Regions from separate parts of the Anas platyrhynchos genome. Here region 1 is linked to region 2. A link is a contact called in public Hi-C data. All regions are on one chromosome and are shown on one strand. Each heading gives the region's core, a stretch centred on a gene start, on an enhancer-like site or on the middle of the called end of the contact. The rest is flanking DNA. Distances are from core to core; before and after follow the strand shown. Region 1 overlaps LOC101798301. Region 2 overlaps RAB11FIP4 (RAB11 family interacting protein 4).

What was found. A called contact is a pair of places that touch in the nucleus more often than the background predicts.
Region 1: a contact with region 2 is called in a Hi-C map of skeletal muscle, with 5 times the contacts expected there. The contact joins two enhancer-like sites. A contact is called at or near these places in 4 of 8 Hi-C or Micro-C datasets (liver, skeletal muscle and subcutaneous adipose tissue).

What each region holds. Positions count from the first base shown.
Region 1 is chr19:6,263,957-6,267,772 of IASCAAS_PekinDuck_T2T, forward strand. All of the region lies in intron 3 of LOC101798301, which reads right to left. Among named protein-coding and RNA genes, the nearest start is that of UTP6, 28 kb to the right of the region's middle. Within about 2 kb of position 2,260, at least 1 of the 8 cell types and tissues checked has an H3K27ac peak or open chromatin away from gene starts, as enhancers often do.
Region 2 is chr19:5,998,147-6,002,238 of IASCAAS_PekinDuck_T2T, forward strand. All of the region lies in intron 2 of RAB11FIP4 (RAB11 family interacting protein 4), which reads left to right. Among named protein-coding and RNA genes, the nearest start is that of RAB11FIP4, 45 kb to the left of the region's middle. Within about 2 kb of position 2,340, at least 2 of the 8 cell types and tissues checked have an H3K27ac peak or open chromatin away from gene starts, as enhancers often do.

The sequences.
Region 1 (3,816 bases), core at 1,010-3,509, 270 kb after region 2:
ACCTGAATTTTTTGGTGTAAAATAGATCTGTGCTTGCACAGATAGCTCCTCAATCTCTTAATCTGACCTTTTGGTTGAAAGAAACAGTTTATTAATGATAGCCAGCAAAAAGGATTATTACACTTAATTTAAATGTAAATTAAGAGACTTTGGAAGAATATTTTTTGATATTTGTTATTTTTTAAAGGAATTAAATAATATCAAAAACTGAGACAGACCTAGCATAGCTCATAAAATCAGCCTGTGAAGACATAAAATTCATCAGGTCTTTGTCTCCACCTACTGTTTGGAGGAATAATACTTGAAACTCCTTCAGGGACACAGTGAAGACACTGAATACCTTTCTCTTTATAAAAACATCTATTCCATATACGTTGCAATACTTTACCAGTTGTTATCATAGCTGCTGCTAAAAACCTAACATTGAAAGATAATCACGTCTTATTTTATTTAGAAGAGAACATTAGCCCACAACTATTCCAAAGGGGCAACTGTTACGGTTTTATGGAACACCCTTCCTTCCATATAAGGTTTGATATACAAAAAACTCTGCTGAAAATGTAAGCATAAGAGGTGATTTGGAAACTTTCTGAACAGGAATGAAAATTAAAAGCCTACACTCTTTTTTTTTTTTTTAAATGACCAACAATTATATTTTGAAAAACCCCTCAGGTTTGCAAGTCTAAACCTGCACAGGCTGAGAATGCTCTCAGGTGTAACGGCAAAACGAATGAAACAATATAGTCTTAATTAAAACTGATCAATCTGTCAAAGCCTGGAAGAGATTACAGACATGTCTGATCGGTGGCTGCTCTATAGTTGTACTTCCTAATCTGACAAAACAAAATGTAAGCTATACAGGTTTTCTAAAGATAGGTCTTTTCCTTGTATTTTAGCATTGTCTGGCTACTTTCTCTCTTTTCTATCACTATACTTCTGGATAATCAGAAGCCAAAATAAAGCTTTTCCTTGCAACAGTCTGGGGAGGACAAGTGCTAGGCCTGCTTGAACAAAAACTGGGGAAGCCCTGGGAGTCCATTAAAAACTTGATTGAAACTGTCAGGCTGATGGCACAGTAGCAGCTAACCTGCACAGTAAGAGGGCACAGATGCACTGCAGGCAATTTGGTGTTTTTATTTATTTAAACCACATGATGTTTCCAACCCTCAGAACGTGTTCAGGCAGCAGATTGAAGTGTGCCAGAAAATTGAACCTTAAGACACACTGCTATTGGTGAATAAGCTCTTTCAGAAATACGCCCTGGATGGACCTAAAAATGTACTTGCAAAGATGCATATGGGAATCATTTTGTTTTCACAAATAACTGTCTTGACTGCATGTTGCAGAACTGTGAGGGCTTTCAGCTATTTTCAAAACTGCCTGTAGGATTTAAATAGCAAGTTCCCTATTTATTACCGTGAAGAAGAGGATATGGACACTGATGACTGACAAATTCACATTTTAATCCCTTTCTTCTCTGAGTACGCAATTACATCGAATATTCTTACATCACCTCAAGAACACACAGACAATAAAGGCTCTTACATGGTAGATGGACCTAGAAGTATCAGACTCAAAAGAAACTTCCTCCACTCAGCTCCTGATTACCCTCAGGAAGGTTGGTACAATGACCACCTGCAGATTTCATCCAAAATAAACGTTTTTATATAAGAAATACTAGACGTTACGTACGCATCCAAGCTGTAATAAAACTTGCAGTTGATATTACCTCACCATTTGTTTTTCAACTTCACTTGAGGAAGCCTTTGGGCACTTCTGACACAAGGACAGGAGAACCCCACAAACAGGTGATGAATCTGGCCATAAGCAGTGCACTGGAGACCTACATCCTCCTCCTCTGTGTCTGAAGCAGGCTGAAAGGAATCCTCATGCACCTCTCCAGCCTAACCCACAACGGACAGAGCCATGAGGAAGGGGGTAGGGAATTGTGTCACCAGGAACGTCACGTCTTGGCCAGATGTGCACACTCAAAAACTTACTGAAAGCTTTTATGTATCCTGATAGATTGTTTTCCTGAAGGAGAAAGCTTTGCAGCTGTAAAGCAAATAAACTTAATTTAGCAAATACTCTCCCTCCAACGCTTATTTACAGACACTAATGCACATCTTAAAAATTGTTTTAAACCATAAGCAGAAACTCCAAAATGGGTAAACAAAAAAAGGTTTGATAACATGCAGAAAAGGCATGTCCACAGCAAGAAATCCGTCTTTGCATAACAACCCTAGAGGACACGATAAGATATGCTCAAGTGCATACCCTTTTCTTCTCAGTATAGGACAACCCCCAACAGAAGTAAGCTGTGTAAGCAGCACTCAATCTTTGGCCTCTGCTGGGCAGATGTGCTGTTGGGGCAGGACAGATGCCAAGATGACAGAGCAAAACACTTTGGGTTTATTTCCTTTGCTTCACATGGTGCTGTTTTTATAACCTCACTAATATTGTTATTTGTTGAGCTCGGGGAGGAAAGCTGCATAGGAATTGTCAAACAGGATCTCACCAGAGGGCTTACGTCCATCCCTTCGTAGTAGAAATAACAGGCTATACTTTCCGACAGATGTGCTAATATTCTGCAGGAATTGGTCACAACATTGACTGTGCCAGCACCTGCAGCTTCAGAGGAAATGAGCCCTAACGGAATAATAACGGCGTATCTGGCCATAAAAGCCATTCCTTCCAAACTTTTCATATGCTAGTCAAGGTGTACTTTACAGCAGAAATGTTTGGAAGCGAGAGACTAATTTGAAGACCAAGTGGGCATAAGCCACTCATATAAACCCAAACGCACACAAACACAACCATGTTCTCTCAGTATCACACATGAGACCCCCAGTGGTATCTGTTTGAGGTTTATCCACAGTCAGCGAGCCGCCCTGAGCTGTACTTGTCTTCCCAGCCAAAGGATGGTCACCCCTGCCCTACGGTATAGACCTGAAGAATAAAATTTAATGAGATTTAATTCAAAGGTGTCATCGTATAAAAGTGTGTGCTTGGGGAACAGCTATATTTCTGGCTTTTCTGATTCCTCATAGCAACAATTCCACCAACTAATTCATGCAAATAAAAAGCACTTTTTGAAGTACTATTTCATTATTTACTGAAAGAAGGGAGGAAAAAAAAAGTCTTTGAAGTGAAAGGCACTGCCATCCTGGAGCTAGGGAAGCTTTGGTAACTATAGCAACATTATAATTTCCATTATAAATTTTAATAGATAGTTAATTTGGCAAATCACATGCTGGAATTCAAGCCATTTTTTCCAGCGAACCCGGACTTTTCAATACATGAAGCTATTCATGTTTACAAGCAGTTGCCTCTAAAACGCTCTACAACACAGCTGCCTTCCAAACATAATTTTTATATCAGCCTTGACAAAGAAAGTTTGATAAGTGGATTCTACTTCTGCTATTATTGCCCTTGACAATGTTTTTTTCCTTCTGAAACCAAGTGAAGTGTTTGCAAATGCTCTTTTTTTTTTTTTTTTTTTCCTTTTTTTCGGAAGACAGAACAGGCAACGTTCAGTGGGGACTAACTCATATACTGTTAAAGTAGTTCAAATACTTTGTCTTCCAAATCCTGATCAATATCCAAGTTATTTTAAAAGTACATAGCTGTATGGATAGGAGATTAATGAACAAAGTTGGCTATGAGCTATGACAGAATGCTTTATCAGGGTGAAATTCACCTACAAAAGACTTTCTGAAATTCACTGAAGAAGGTAAGACTGCTAAGCAAGAAGAAGCATGCTGTTTATTACTAGTGAATTTGATGAGGCATTCAGGCATGGAGACTTCCTCTATC
Region 2 (4,092 bases), core at 1,090-3,589:
AGTAGCTAAGCTGTCTTTTTTTTTCTTCTGTAAAAAGTAGTTATTTTCTCCATAAGGTCTTAGCAATTTTGATGAAATTCCCAGGAATACAGAATTGCCCAAAGCTTCAAAGAAATGCTAAAAAAAAAAAAAAAAAAAAAAAAAAAGGTGAAGTGGGCTGCTTTGTTAGCTCCCACTGTGGCAGGTTATCAGTACTGTGAAAATAATGTACTATGAAATTTAATGTTTTTTCAAAAGAAAGTTTTCCAGAGCGGAATATTTCTGGCCTTCTGTTGCACTTGTGACTTTTTTTTTAAATTTGCTTTTATATTTTCATTTAGCTGCTCCAAACAAACATTTTCTGCAGAACCAGTGCTGAGTTTTGATTATCTCTCTTAACTTAATTTGCAGTCCCGTAGCTGAGAATAGGATTGCATCAGCTTTGCCCCAAAGATCCAACAGAGAACTTGAGATGGATGTGTTGCACTTGTACAAGAGGAGTTTACCTTTATTTGCTGGACACCAGTGTTTGCAATACCTACCAGTTCTAAGGAGCAGAAGAGCTGTGCTACCACAAGAATTTCATTCAGTAAAGCACAGCAGAAAACATCAAAGTCTTCATGAGCCCGTTTAGGCTTATAGCTGTAGATCTCAAACTTCGCAACGCACCATAGCTGGAGAGGATTTGATGAGTCTGTGTGTTCTTAATAAGGATGTCTTACAAACGGGAGCGGTATTTGGGCTGGCTCTAGGGAGAAGGACTGTCCAGGTAAATGTGGAGAGCTGAGCTCTCCTTTTGTGAGTCAGGCTAAAACTCTTTAATGAGCTGAACTTCGTTGCTCTTAAAAGTACGTCGGAGTTTGCTAAGACTCAACTAAATTTTACTAAATATAGCCTGAGATCATAAACAAGTCTAAAACACCATTAAAGATCCAAGGGTAGATGAAGTAAAAAAGCTATTGGTCTCAGGAAAAATGCCAAGAACCAACTTTATTCAATTAGGTAGCCAGATTTGATTTCCCATAGTATTAAAGTTGTTTAATTGCCCGTGAAAATTGCCTGACACAGCATGGGTTAATTCTCCTTCTTGGAACATTTGCAGGAAACCACTTTGCTGCAGTTGTGTTTATTTGCAGCCAGAGTGTCTGTTTGCAAATTAACTGTCTGCTAGAGTGTGAAAAACATTTTTTTAAATGAAACTGAAGGTAAATATCTAAAAATATGTGGTAAGGGAAGTCATGTCTGGCATCCTGAGCAAACAGAAAATGTTAAAGGTTCACGTCCTCCCCTTCAGTGACTTGGAAAACACTTGCATCATCTTTGCTTAGGGTTAAAGATGAGCCTGTCCTGCCTCTGTGAGAGCCAGCACTGCCTTTTGTGAGGTTACTAGCATTAGTTTGGTATTTTCCAGAAGTACTTGTGTTTTCACAAAAGGAGAGGATAAATGATCTAGTGGTTATGATGCTTAGATTTCTTGTTCTGCAGCGTCTTCCTCTTACCAGAGTGCGGGCAGTTGTCTTTTTACTTCAGTTTGCCCCTGCAAATAATTGCCAGATTGCAGGTTGTTCCCCACTGCAGTTCTGGCCAAAGGCACCGTGTACACTTCTGCTTTTGGCATACTTTGGATAAATGTGTTTTTAACTTCAGTAATTTTGACAGAATCAGATTAGAGAGTGACCCAGTGCTTTGGTGAATGAGAAGTGACACACGCCGCTGTCTTGAGCAGTCTTTTGACGGACACAAGAGCAGCCGGCTCTGTGCTGGCTCACCGTGTGTCTCTAGCCAAAGAAACTTCAGCAGCCTCACCACTCTCCTGTGGTTTGGTAACTGAGTTCCTCCTCCAGATATGAGGTTGCTCCTAAACTCTGTCACCCTGCACAGTGATTTATACAATGCACGGCCCTGCAGGAGTGTTCTCCACAGAGGGCATCCTTTTGCACAGCTGTAGAAAATATAGAAGGACTTGAAACCACCCTTGGGTTAGCTCTTCGCCTCCATTCGCTGCCTCACTGACTGCAGTGGAGCTGGGTCTCCTTGCCAAATGTTGCCCAGAAATGTGAATGAGGAGATTTTCCCAGCCATAACAAGGGCGAGAGCACACTGAGCACGTTAAAATCTTGTGATACAAGTAGGCATTCAAATGAAATATCTCTAAACAGCCATAGAAGTGGCTTTCAGTTTTATTGTTTCCTGGAAAATGAAATTATAGCAACAATGGGACAGCTCAGTGCAGGAGGTCCTTAAAGTAGCCAGGAAGTATCCGTTCATGTATTTGCAGTGGGTTATTTATGGACAGACTAGCCTTGGGTGCATACTGCTGCATGGCTTGAAATACTGATCATGGCAGTTCTGCAAGCCCGGGCAAAAATGTTTGTCCTCAAGACAGATACTGGCAGAAAGCACCCTGTGTGCCTGACCAGACAGCTCCCTATACAAGCTGCTGTCCAATGCCTTCGTGTTTCCACACTGAGATGTGCCAGAGTAAACCTTGTTTTTTTTCCTGTTTCCTTTCTGGACTGTGACACTTTCATTTTGCTCACTGGCATTTCCCAGGCTGCAAGCCAAAATATGTTCAGGTAATAAGAAGACATGTGAACAGTATTTGAGACACTGCAGGTTAATTCAGTTCCCTTCTTATGGTATGCCCCTTGCGTAAACCTCTTGGAGTACTTGCAAAATTCAAATCATCCTCCAGATATGGGAAACAAAAGGTGAGATGTGTTAGCAGTGTTGCAAAAAAACACTGGACAAGAAAGGCTTCTTTACCAACTGCGTGCCAAAACCCAACGTCCTGGTGGTAGGGGCTGGGCCCTGGGGAAAGAGCAGCACCACAGCCCTCCATTGTTAGGGGTGACAGTTTGTGTCTTGATAGGGAAAATGAGCAACGAAACATTTATTTGTTACTAAACCTAGTTCTTAAGTGGGGTGAAAACGGTGGCACAATCCTAAGCTTCTTGCAGCCATTGGCATCTTTCCATGGTTTGCTGGATGGTGGATGAGGTCCAGCAAGGTGGCAGCAGTGTGTTTGAGTAACCCTGAAGGAGAATGGCCTCTCAGCAGTTTCTTTTCTTCTTCTCCTTTTGCCGGGTGTAATAACATGCAAATCTTCCCAGCAGGATGAGGGGATCCAAGCTGCCACGCCAGCACATTAATTGCACTCAGCAAATGTCTCCCACGGGGGACGCTGGTTGCTGCACGCTCAAACGTCTTCCCAACAAAAAGTCACCTCTGCAGGAGGAGGTGGTCTCAGGTGAACCTGAGTCTGTCCTGACTCTGTCAGTTGCATTGGAAATTTGGTCTGTGATTTCAATAAAAGGAAGATTTGGCTCCGTTTGCCAAATGGAGCTCTTCAGCTCGGTAAACAAATTGGATTAAGTGCCTGGTGATGTTCTGGAAATGGCTCAAATGCTTGATTGGCTTCTGCGGTTCTGGCCCAGGACACGAAAGCCTGTGCCAGATGGCTCTCTGAAGAAGTGGCTAGGGCTGCCCCAAGTAGGTTAGGTATGGAGGAGACGGTGCTTTTTCTCCTGTGTTTTTTTCTGAGTAAATTATAGGTTTGAATTTAAATGGTCAAGGGCTATCATGAAGAGATGGACCTTAATGGTCAAGGAAAATGAGTAACTGTGATCAGGAAAAATCTCAGATAAGAACTGGGCAGCAAAGAGGGGACACAGAAGACCTTGCAGCTAAACTCCAGATTAGAGAGGTTTAAGATGCCCCTTGGTTTTGGTAGTTAAATCCCTCTTGCACCTTTGAAAACCTTTGAAAGCCTTTGTAACTTTTGCCCACCAAAGAAAAAGGTTGGGGAAGGTGGTACGCTTATCTAACAGGCTTAAGCAAAGGCTGACAGCTTAGAAGTCTTTAGCTAGAAGCACTGTTAGTACAGCTGAAATAGGAAAAATAAGGCCTAACCTTATAGCTGAAGATATAGCTGGGAATTTTTAGAACTGTGTAAACACGTCTCCTTCATTACACAAATCTACATCCACTGCTGTGTAGCACTTGGCATTTATTTTCCTTTTTGCTGGAGATAACTCACTTTAACGAGTACGTGCTCCATATCATGCAGAGAGCATTTAGCAGAGCAAGCAGTCCGTACATGTAAAGACTGTC